Linked DNA regions of Triticum aestivum: region 1 is linked to region 2. The links are chromatin contacts, called in public Hi-C maps. All regions are on one chromosome and are shown on one strand. Each heading gives the region's core, a stretch centred on a gene start, on an enhancer-like site or on the middle of the called end of the contact. The rest is flanking DNA. Distances are from core to core; before and after follow the strand shown.

The links. Hi-C and Micro-C count contacts between places; a contact is called where the count stands out from the background.
Region 1: a contact with region 2 is called in a Hi-C map of leaf, with 6 times the contacts expected there. The contact joins the promoter of LOC123052197 here to the promoter of LOC123052193 in region 2. A contact is called at or near these places in 2 of 5 Hi-C or Micro-C datasets (both in leaf) and 1 of 1 datasets of contacts at active chromatin or transcription factors (leaf).

The regions. Positions count from the first base shown.
Region 1 is chr2D:136,071,907-136,077,373 of IWGSC CS RefSeq v2.1, reverse strand. It overlaps LOC123052197 (protein CHROMATIN REMODELING 35), which reads right to left and starts at 1,846. Exons shown (of 6, transcript XR_006424520.1): 1 at 1,621-1,846.
Region 2 is chr2D:135,597,135-135,603,010 of IWGSC CS RefSeq v2.1, reverse strand. It overlaps LOC123052193 (DNA annealing helicase and endonuclease ZRANB3), which reads left to right and starts at 2,595. Exons shown (of 25, transcript XM_044475304.1): 1 at 2,595-3,038; 2 at 4,246-4,569; 3 at 4,907-5,039. The coding sequence starts at 2,700. It also overlaps the pseudogene LOC123052195.

The sequences.
Region 1 (5,467 bases), core at 597-3,096, 480 kb before region 2:
CTAAACCATGGAGCTTGGCACTTACTCCTTTGTCTTTGCTGAATGGTCACGCCGGATCGAGACCGTGGCAGTGCCGGCGCGAGAACTTCACGCCGGACTTGACCTTGGGCTCGCACGAGCACACTGGCCGAGGTCAATATCCTTGGCGTTGACAGCCGCCGAGGGTGTACCCAGCTAGGCTTTGCCAGTGGCAGATGCAGAGTGGCCACAAAGGGTGTCAGGTGCCCACACCAACGAGCAAGCCGAGCAGGGTGTCGAGCAACACGATGAGCATGGATCTAAAAAGGAAGTAGGAAGTAGAAGAGTGCAGGAGACAGGGGATAAGTGGAGACTAGGATGCGGGAACGCGTGCCTATAATCGTAGTGTCATGACAGGAGGGTTCAGAAATTGTGGTGCAAAACTAAGCTTGCACCTTCTTTCACTGAAAAAGGAAGCAGAAGAAAATCTACGCCGTGATTTCAGGAACAGAGGATGCATAAAGCTAGTAGCCATACACTAGCAAAAACATCTACAGTATGCATTAGTACAAACTCAAAAACAGTTTTTTGCTTCTAATCATACTCAGAATGCCCAGCCAAAAGAGCGACTAAAGAAAAGAAAAACACAACAAGGTGAGGTCCCAAATAACCTAAACTTCAATGTCAAATGGATGGATTTAGTGGCAATCAACCTCTCCCCTCACCTTGGCTCTCAAGCTAAACAAAAGAAGTCCAAAAAAACAGCAACTTCAGGCTCCAAAACAGGCTTAAAATGGTACTTGCAGAGAACGCTAACTGTAAGCGCACACCATGCCCAAGCAAGAGCTTTTGTACCAAGAGTCAAAATGAGTTCCCAAGTGGTAAATTGGGATGCTAACATCATTTCAGCACTCCATAGAAATCATAAGCCTCTTCGAATGAGAAAAAAAAATACAAATTATAAGCATACACCATTCTCTATGGTTTGGCACAACAGGGAAGCATCGATTTAGGGCGCATGACACGTACAGGAAATGGAAACTGAGTTTCCTAGAGTTGTGTGTCAGTAAACTATTACAGTGGTATTTCCTCCGACTAAAAAAACACTGCCAGGAACTTTGCTCGATTCAAGCAGGAGACTGGGACAAAGAGTTGCCATCCAGCACGGGGAACATTTCTAGTAGACTTGAGGGATGAAATGAGCATTTGCGCTCCAAACATGTGAAGCGCAAACTAGTCAACCCAAATATTAAATCCCTTTTATTTATACAAAAGAAAGATATTAAATCCCTTTCGTTTTTTTGGATATTTTTGGAATTATATAAATAAGATATTAAATCCCTTTCGTAACTGACCCCTTTTTTGTTGTCCGGACTTGGAGCTAAAGTGACCCCGTGAAAAATGGTGGTACGCAATCTTCTCAGCCCCGTCCAACCCTGACAAAATCCCGGACCGCCATGAATCCCAATCCACCCAGCCCAACCCCTCTTCCCAACAACGCGAACGCAAATGCAGCACCGGCCATATTTATGCCGACGCGAAAGCCCCACCGGCCGCGCGCGAGGCCAGACCCGATACCACCGGCGTAGGCGTAGCAGAGAACCCGCCACGGTGGGATCACGTCACGTCCAGGGAGGGGAGGAGCGGGAGGAGGATGCTCACCAGAGGGCGCCGCTGGGGGCTCCTCGCCGGGGGCGACGTCCATGGCCGCTGACGACGGCGAAGCGCGGCGCGGCGCGGTGGTTTTTGGAGCGGGGCGGAGGGGAGGAGAGGGCTGGGAAAGCGGCGGGTGGCGCCACTGTCTCCTTGCTCGGCCGCATTGGTTTCCCCGTTGCATAAAAAGGTTCAGTTGGATGGGGCGCACATTCTGTGACGAGTGTACTGCGCGCCCCGACTTTGGGGGCTGATACGTGGGGCCTGCCACCTGGCGGGTCCACATGTCAGTTACCAACAGTCACTTTCAGTGAGTGAGAATATCTCAGCATAGTTGGATGGTTAGGTGGGTGGTCCATCATGAATTTAACCTCCGTAATATAGGATATTATTTATTGCGAGGTGATGTTTCTGTCGACATCGAGGTGCGAGTGCTGATTTCGTGGGTCGTGGACAGCCGTGTTTTGACGGTTTACTGTCTCATCAATGCGGATTATTCTTTTATTGAAAGGCGATGTTTTGGCGATTTACTGTCTCATTAATGTGGCTTTTCTTTTATTATGAGGCAGCGTTTTGTTGACAGTAAGGTGCCAGTGGTGATTTCATTGATCTTAAATCTCCACGACTCAAATCTCGTGTTTTGACGATTTGATGTCTTGTTAATGCATTTTTTATCATAAGACCACAATGGTGATATCGATATTATTAAAGCTCCGTGATTATAGTCTTCAGTGGTCGTTGTGTGTGTCTATATTATACTCTGTGTTTCTTAAAAAGATGCACCGGTACTTGGGGAGGGATGGGATGGATGCCATTGCACTTCGTGTGATCAACCATCTCATGCGCACTTATGGTCCTAAGACAACAGTAGGTTTAGATCATAGGTTAAGAAAATGGACTGATAATTAAACCTGTGAGGTTATCGGTTTGGGTTTTCACAAGTTGTGTTGCTGATTTGCTATCAATTTTTTTGCCATAAAAGATATATTGAGCAATAATGTATGCCAAATAGTAAAACATGGTTCAATAGCATTGTTTCATTCTCTTACAACAAATGAGTTGAGCTGAGATAGTTATAAGGCCTAGGTTGGGCTTCAGCCTACTCCTTAGGTGACCTAGGTTTTAAACTCTATCTTTTGGGTCTTTGGTTCCAGTATTTTCCAGTAAGATCACTTGTTGTGCCATCGGTTCACCATTTCACTTTCAGATTGTTTACCATAAAATAATATATATTGAGAAAAAATTCGTCAATATAATTGTAATACATGGTCAAATAACATTGCTTCCTTTTTGGTGCGGAGCACCCTAGGGTCATCACCATGGACTTGGCTCCATTCATCAAGGGAGACACACATCACATATACTAAGGTGAATTTTATCATTTATGCGTGTCTACTTGGTGCTCTCTTGGATGGTATACTACTTCACCCCCTCTCATGCATGTATGGGTTTAAGGAGAGCTTCACGTGTATCGAGGAGTGCAAGCACAAGAGGACGACAACCAACCAAGAGGGGAGTGTGGAAGCGGGAATGGAAGAAGATGCATGCACTACAAGTCAGTGATCGGACGTCCAGCCACCAGTCCAGGCATCCGGTTGGAGTCGAGAGAGCAAATCATCTAGCCGGACATCCCCCACCAGTCCACACATCTGGCACATGGAACACGTCCCCACGGAGACCAGACACTAGAGCCTACCCGGACATCTGAACGTCGGTTCGGGCATCCGACCCTTCATTACCTGAAAATCCGGGCATCCGGCCCCTTCCTACGTGTAGTCTTGGGCCAAAAGCCCATGTGCCCCTTTCCCACTTACCCCTTTTGTGGAACAGCCTATATGTACCTCTCTCCACCTCCTTTATAGGATTAGCTAAGATTAGAACTCCAACCATAGAGCTTAGCTCATGTACCTCCCCTTTGTGGGCTATATCCCCTCTTACAAGAACAAGAACTCCTAATGGGAGAAGAACCATCCGTGGTTACCAAGGCCTCCTAACGGGAGAAGGATTCCCCATGTGAATCATCAAGACCCATATCTCATAGAGATTTGATGAACTACATTTGTATCTTTTCCTTTGTTGTTGTTGAATGCTTGAGATTCATCCCTTTGCCTTGTGATTTGAGTGCTTGTGTGTGGATCTTGTCCAATAGGGTGTTCCTCTTATGTGTTTCCCCCTTGTGTTGTTCTTGATCTCTCCCAAATTTCGCCTCCAATCGGTGAAGATCAGGAAAACTAGGGCTTGGCCCTACATCATTTGGTATCATGAGCAAGGTTATCATGAATTGGAACCCCTTCCCCTCACTTTTATAGCCTAAATTTATTGCGTTCTTGCCAATTTTGAAAATCCACACAAAAAATAGACATACCAATATTTGAGTGATTTGTTGTTTTCGTGATTTTTTGTTGGATTTGATCCACCTTCCCTCGGGTTTCCTAGCCCCATTTTTAATTTCCCCCATCAATTTCAAACTCAAAATCTCACAATCCCACCCCAAAATTGAGTTTCATGGCTCAAATCTCGATCTGGATCTGGCAGCTCGAACATCCAACCTCTGCCAAGATGGGACATTGACGAAAATGGGCATTGAGGTCTCACGATAGTCGAGGGAGATATTAGAGTCATAGAACCACCTATGTTCCCACGACTCCCCAAGACAAGAAGGGCGGCGGCCTAGATCGCATCTCCCCCTATAAAACCCTAACATATCTAGCCTATATAAGGGGACACTACTAGGAAAAGGCCTACTAATGGCGCACCTAATTTGGACATTAATGGCGCATTAGTGGTGCGCCATTAGTAGCACGCCATTAGTATCTGGTATACTAATGGCGCACCCCAGATGCGCCATTAGTATATACAACAGTGCGCCATTAGTATGCCTCCCAGGGGGCCATGTATACCCAGGTGCTTTGGCATACTAATGGCGCACAACAACAGGATGCGCCATTAGTAACTTCGGCATACTAATGGCGCACTGTTTAGTGATGCGCCATTAGTATCCTTTGGCATACTAATGGCGCACTATGATGTGATGCGCCATTAGTATGAATATTAGGTTTTTTATTTTTTAATTTTCTGTTTTTTGCACAGGTTACAAAATGTATAATTGGACAAAATATAGACAGCACACATCAACAACAGATTCATCGAATACAATAGAAGATTAGTCTCTGAATACAATTCATCATTTTAGTCTCCGAATACAATTCATCATATTAGTCTCCAATTGAAAAGACCGAACAAAGATAGAACATTATATTACAAGTCTCGAGACCGCGAGTTTGTCTTCACATTACAAGTCGATATCGATCATCTAAACTACCATCACATAGAAGAGAGCTGCGGTCATCACGATGAGCATCATCACGATGAAACTCATCTTCATCCGGTTCCTCCAACGCTCCCTCCCCTCTGCCGCTAGATAGCGGGCGTATCTAGATTCGGCCTCGGCCCTAGTGGCGTACCCTTTGTAACTGTTACCGCTGAATCGGTGAACCTGTCTCCGACACTCCTCCCAGTCGTCGTAGACTCCGGGAACCTTACCCTTGTACACGACATACCACGGCATCGCTATGCAGTAGCCAAACGAAACGTTAGTACCAATTCACAGACAATACATAAGCAATATATAAGTATGCAACAGAACGATCGGAAGAGAAAAGCAAGACATTAATAGCATCGATTACATCTAAGTTGAAGGACTCTCGAAACCAAAGAGACATACTACAAGTTCATTAAAGTTTAATTACAACATGAGCCAATCGATGTTTCAGAACTAGACACAGCATCACTGCTTTCGACTCGACTCAAGGGACCGGAGCGTGGATGAAGCCGCCGTCTATCGTGGGAGTCATGA
Region 2 (5,876 bases), core at 1,346-3,845:
ATCAGATAGATTTCTTTATGATATCTGTTGGTATACAGACTGATAGCTTTTAATTTATGAAGATGCAAACTGAAACTCAAGCTGCATATCCATTGTTTGGTCATGCGGGCAGATTAACTCTTCAATTTCTTTAAGAAGACCAATTTCTATGGGCTGTCAATTTGAATGAACAGAGTCATAGAATTAACAGTGTTCAATTTGTATTGTGTACATCAAGGTGCTACATGGCTAGTTCAGTTTTATTTTAATCTTGCATACGTGTGGTTTACCCAGCACATGATATTTACATCCTGAAACCCCAAAAGAATCAGCAAGCAGTTGCTGGAACATTGTGTAAAAATGCTTCTTTTAGATTCTGTACAAAATTTCATGCCCGGAAAGTTTCAGAGAAATTAATATTTGAAATTGGTCTCATACGTTTACATCATTGTTTTTGACACACTGTTCAAACAACAATCAGTGGCTATGTTTATATCAGTAAGAAAGCTCACTAGGCCGGCTCTACCCCTCATCTACTAATCTTAGTGCATGGTACTTCCTTAAATGAAGCCGGGATCATGGCTATAACTAAATTTGGGAATCACAGAATTTCATTTGCCCATTTTTCTGTTAAATCCGCAAGTATACTAACCGTTTATTCTTTAGACCAGCCATGTTTTCCAGCTGCCTGTCCCTCTTGTTTCTCTCTCTAAATTTTTGGGGAGAAAACGTCACTGCTAATATATCTATAAATGTGTGATGTACCAACCTCATAGCTTTATATACCTATATTTTACTCCCTCCGTTCCTAAATATAAGTCTTTTTAGAGATTTCAATACATACTACATACGGATGTATATAGACATATTTTAGAGTATAGATTCATTCATTTTGCTCCGTATGTAGTCCCTTATTGGAATCTCTAAAAAGACTTATATTTAGGAATAGCTAATAAAATAAATTTTGGCGATAAAACTGCCAGTTAGAATAAGGCAGCATAAATGTAAGCTTACTTATGTGATGATAGTGCAACGTATCAATAGCCAGTACATCTATCTTTTGATGATGAACAGAATTGCAAGTCTGTTCAACCAGAGCAGGCCGTTCAACCAAGACCACAATTGGCTCCCATTTTGGACTGAAAAATATGTTTCTTTTGAAGTGAAGAAATATGTTCTTAATATAGCGGTTGTTGGTGACAGGTTTGCAAGATGGAGTCCTGGGGCTTGTGGCATATTGCTTCTGAATCCTGGTTGTGTCTAACAGCGAGAAGGCATGGGCGCGGCAAAACTGCAAGGCGACAAGATCGTGCAGCTAGCTTTGCATCTAACCGCAGTGTTGTCCGTACTGGTGCATCAGATGAAAATGCTGTTTCTCTGTGGTCTCTTCTCTGCTTGTTGATCGATTCTCTGTTGTTCTCGTCATTGTAATGACCATGCCGACCTTTCGCCTTGTCCTACATGTGCAGAGCATATGTAGCAAGGTGTGATGAGACCGAGTTGTAAAATTGGTGCCCATATTGGACCTCATATATTCATGTGCTGTTCCTAACTGTATTGTTTTGTTTCTACTGACTTGATTCGTGTCCTGCTGCTATAGAAATTTGGGAACGGAAGGAGTCGTCCTATAGGTCCTTTGATTTGGACAAAATTTGTCTTTTTTTATGTTTGTTACTCCCTCTGTAAAGAAATATAAGAGCGTTTAGATCAGATCTAAACACTTATATTTCTTTATGGAGCGAGTAGTTGCTAATTGTGCAGCATCGCACAATTGGCCACCATCTCACCTATTGGTGTGCTATGTAAGGGTACTGGACAAAATTTGTCTGATGAACAGGTGTAGGTGTATGGGTTGATGCTATTTCCAACTGCATAACTAGTGTGATGTTATTGAGATCTGTTTAACACTCTTAGCTTACATCGATCTGTACTGTTGCTTATGCCAGAGCCTGTTTATCATTTTCAAAGTTTGCTGATTCTTTATGTTGTCCGCCGTTGAAAATACAGCCTTGTTTACTTGTAGGAGGCTTGGAGTTGGAGATCATATAAGTTGCACGATTTGTATTAGACTGAAGGGTCTTGAATCCGCAGCTTCCGCCTTGACAGGCGGTGCTCTGACCAATCGAAATTACTGTACAGACGACAGATACGAAGTCGAGAAGTACTCCCTCTATAAAGAAATATAAGACATTTTAGATTATACTCCCTCCGTCTCATAATATAAGAATTCTTTTTTGGCTCTAGACTTTTTATAAATACAAGGGAGTATTATTTCTTTAGAGAGGGAGTATAATTTTGCCAGCATCCCCCAAGTTCTTTGGCTCTTTTTTTTTTTTTTAACCTAAGTTCTTTGGCTCTTTGCTGTACTTCCTCTGCAGTACACAGTTTCCCATTGCTCTAGATTGTTTTCTTTCAAGTAAGATCATGCGCTCTAGATTTTTTTAGGAGAACATGCGGTCTAGATTTGCTTTTCTTTTTTGAGGGGAGTCTAGATTTGCTTTCTGGTATCGTCAGAACACGGGCTTGGTGGCGAGGGGGCCCAGCCCAGCCCAGCCCAGTGCGGCGTATATCAAACACGGGCTTGGTGGCCCAATATATCCTTCGTCTAGCCGTTCCCCGCTCCCTCCCCGTTCCGTTCCCCCCAGCGGCGGAACGCCCGCCGTTCCCTGTCAGAGAACCCCCACGCCTCCGCAACCCCTAGTGCTAGTCGGGCGTGGTTCATGGAGATCGCGGCGGAGCCCGTGCGGCTCACGGAGGAGCAGCGCCGCCGCATCGAGGCCAGCCGCCTCGCCGCCCTCGAGAGGCTCAAGCGCTCCGCCGCCGCCGCCGGCACCACCGCCGAGTCGCTCAGGCTCGCCAAGTGCCCAAGAATCGCCCATCCTCTGCCCCCGCGTCCGCCGCCGCAGCCGCTTCCGCCGCCCGCGCCTCCGACGGGGTTCCGGGCGGTGCTGGAGGTGTGCAGCCCCGACGAGTTCCAGGTGACGGTGGGCCGAACGGAGGGCAAGGCTTTCCCCGGGGAGGCCGACTGCCTGCGCGCCGTCGAGGACTGCGTCGCTTCGGTACGATCCTCGCGTTCTTGAATCCTTGTCCAGTGCACGCATCTCTTGCTGATTCGGGCTCCGATTAGGGATCTGGTTCTTTCTTGGCGATGCGCGAGTAATTCCGTGCTTCCTTGATACCAAGAGTTTCTTCAAAGTGTCTTGTTTCGTATTTCTTGGCAAAGCTTTGGTGTTTGCCAGTGTTTTCGTGATCATTCTTTGTTCTTTGATTCGACATGCCTGAACCGCTCGAAGAACGCGGTGGTTATTTGCCCATTCCGCGTGTCTGACAAATAGCCGTTCTTTAATTTGGGTTCTTGGCCAGTTGCTCGTTTTAGAGCATTTTCTTGCTAAATGGATACTGTATTTCATATGGATTTTTGTCAGAAGGTTTGGTTCACTCATAGCCTAGTGATCTAATCCCCTGTGCCATCGCCAAATCAACCCATTCATACCTTCACATGGATAATCACCTCAACGACCTTGCTCCAAACATACTTTGCCCAATCTTCTGTCTGTCTATGGCTCTATGCAATAGAATGCTAGACGCAAACATTGGAGGTCGAACCCTGACAATGCCCCGCCTTTTGGCCTAACTGCCGAGCGTTGAAGAATTTGCTTGGCCTTCCAGATATCAGCTTTATGGGCAATTGCTGGTACCTACCGAATGCCGCAACTAATATTTGAGTATATAAAGTGCCAGCAACTGTTATTTCATCCATATTTCACTGTCACCTTTTTAATCTGTAAATGATTGTGCCACTAAGTTATCTTCACAGTATTCGCTTCTATAAAACATACCTTTTGGACAAGAATATATAGTCAAACTATTGATATTTTGATTGATAACATCTTTGCAAAATGTTTAGATTAGATACTTGAAAATCCTATGTGTGAATCTGTTTCAGAAAGTACTTCTGCAATATTCATTTTTGGATTTTATAGATATATTGCAATAGAAGTTAACGATCCAAGATGTATTTTGAAGACCGCGAAGATGTCTGAAATGGCAGCTTTTATAGGACTGAAGGGAGTAAATGGTGATTATATCACATTTTAGAGTAATCCTTTTGGGGATCGAATAATTTGTGGATGCTTTTAAGCATAAAATGTAAACTTCTGCTGTAATAATTATTTTCATCTGGTTCTTACTTCTTAGTCCCTTTTCTGGATGATAAGCCTTTTGGTCTAGAATCTAAACTGATATCTTCCCTCTTATTGTTGGTAGGCTGTACCATTCTCCACAACACAAAGTCAAAGCGGGCATGTTTCTTCTGTCTTTAAACTTGTGCACTATGAGCTGGTGTTGCAATGCTTGAAGAAGTTGACTGGCGTTGTTGTGCAAGATATACCTTATAGAACAAGCCGTGCTGTTCAAAATGCTGGCACAAACTGCGCTTCTGATAAAGAAGTTGACGAGCTTCTCATGAAGCTGCCACGTCGATTACGAGATGCACTTCTACCCTTCCAACTTGAAGGTGTGAAATTTGGGCTTCGGAGGCAAGGGCGCTGCCTTATTACAGATGAGATGGGGCTTGGCAAGACTCTCCAGGTGAGCATATTGTATTTTGTGTATAACTATCGTGCGGATAGTTTATATGCAGAAAATTGTTTGTTCCACGGTGTTACAACTTGCAAAATACAGTAAATTGGCATATGGATATTGAGCACACTGATATTGAGCTTGCATCAATACATTTTGGGCAGTAACGGATTAGGAATTTTATGTCTATTTTACTGAACAGTTAATTATATAGCACTTGCTTTTTAGACCTTATGAAGAAATCATCATATCTGCTTTTGAGCGTAATTTTTTCCCCCATGTTGAAGCAGTATTATTTTCTTGAACAGAATGGGGAAGCAGTATGTTCTCATTTATTTAAATGCAGGCAATTGCAATAGCTTGTTGCTTCAAGGACGAGGGCCCTCTATTAATAGTGTGTCCAGCTGTTCTGCGTTATACTTGGGCGGAGGAATTGGAACGCTGGGATCCTTCATTTCTTCCAAAAGATATTCATCTTGGTACTGATTCAGAGTTTCATTATTCAAGAGTTAATTTTACTGATGTCAAACCTGGTATTATAATTATTTCATATCTTTAGTGTATCTAATTTGATCCTGAATGCTTGTGAAGTTACAACGATCTCCATATTTATTTTCATCAAGTTTGAATTGCCTACCACATGTGCCATGTGGTAACGATCTCCATATATGGAATTGCATATTTTGTATTTTATCCATACAAATTCTAAGTATCGAATTCTTTTGGCCCAGATATCATTCATTTGTTGCATCAGCGTCAGTTTTGAATATTGCAGTAAAAACAGTTGCAGGACAAAATTGCATTCCGTATGAACAATCATAGATGGACCAGATCACTCTATACCTAGTTTCAATGGATCATTAGTCCAATATTGCTTTTCATAAGTTGACTTATCCTTGGATCTTAGTATCTTACTGAACATAGAACCATAGATTAGCTTGTGTTTTGATGATGTTCTAAGTTCTAACAAAGGTTCATTTGTTCTAATTAAATGTGGCACTGAATGCAGAAAACAAATTATCAAACCAAAACCACATTGCCTTACCTAGTTGTGGCGAACTATGGCAAGCCACTCCTTTTCGGGTCACACCTTAAGCAAGTTCAGGAAAGAGTCTATGCCAGGTTGGTTCATGTCAGGACAATGTGCCAAAGAACTAAACACCTACCGTAGAGTTTCAAACTTGCCTAACTAAAGTTTGGTTAACTATGGCAGTGAACCAAACATGCCTTAACTCATTGCTAGGTCTGTGGCTACTGTTAAGCTTCATGCACTAGCCAACACAACCAAAAGTCTGAACTGATGGAAATGGCTAGGC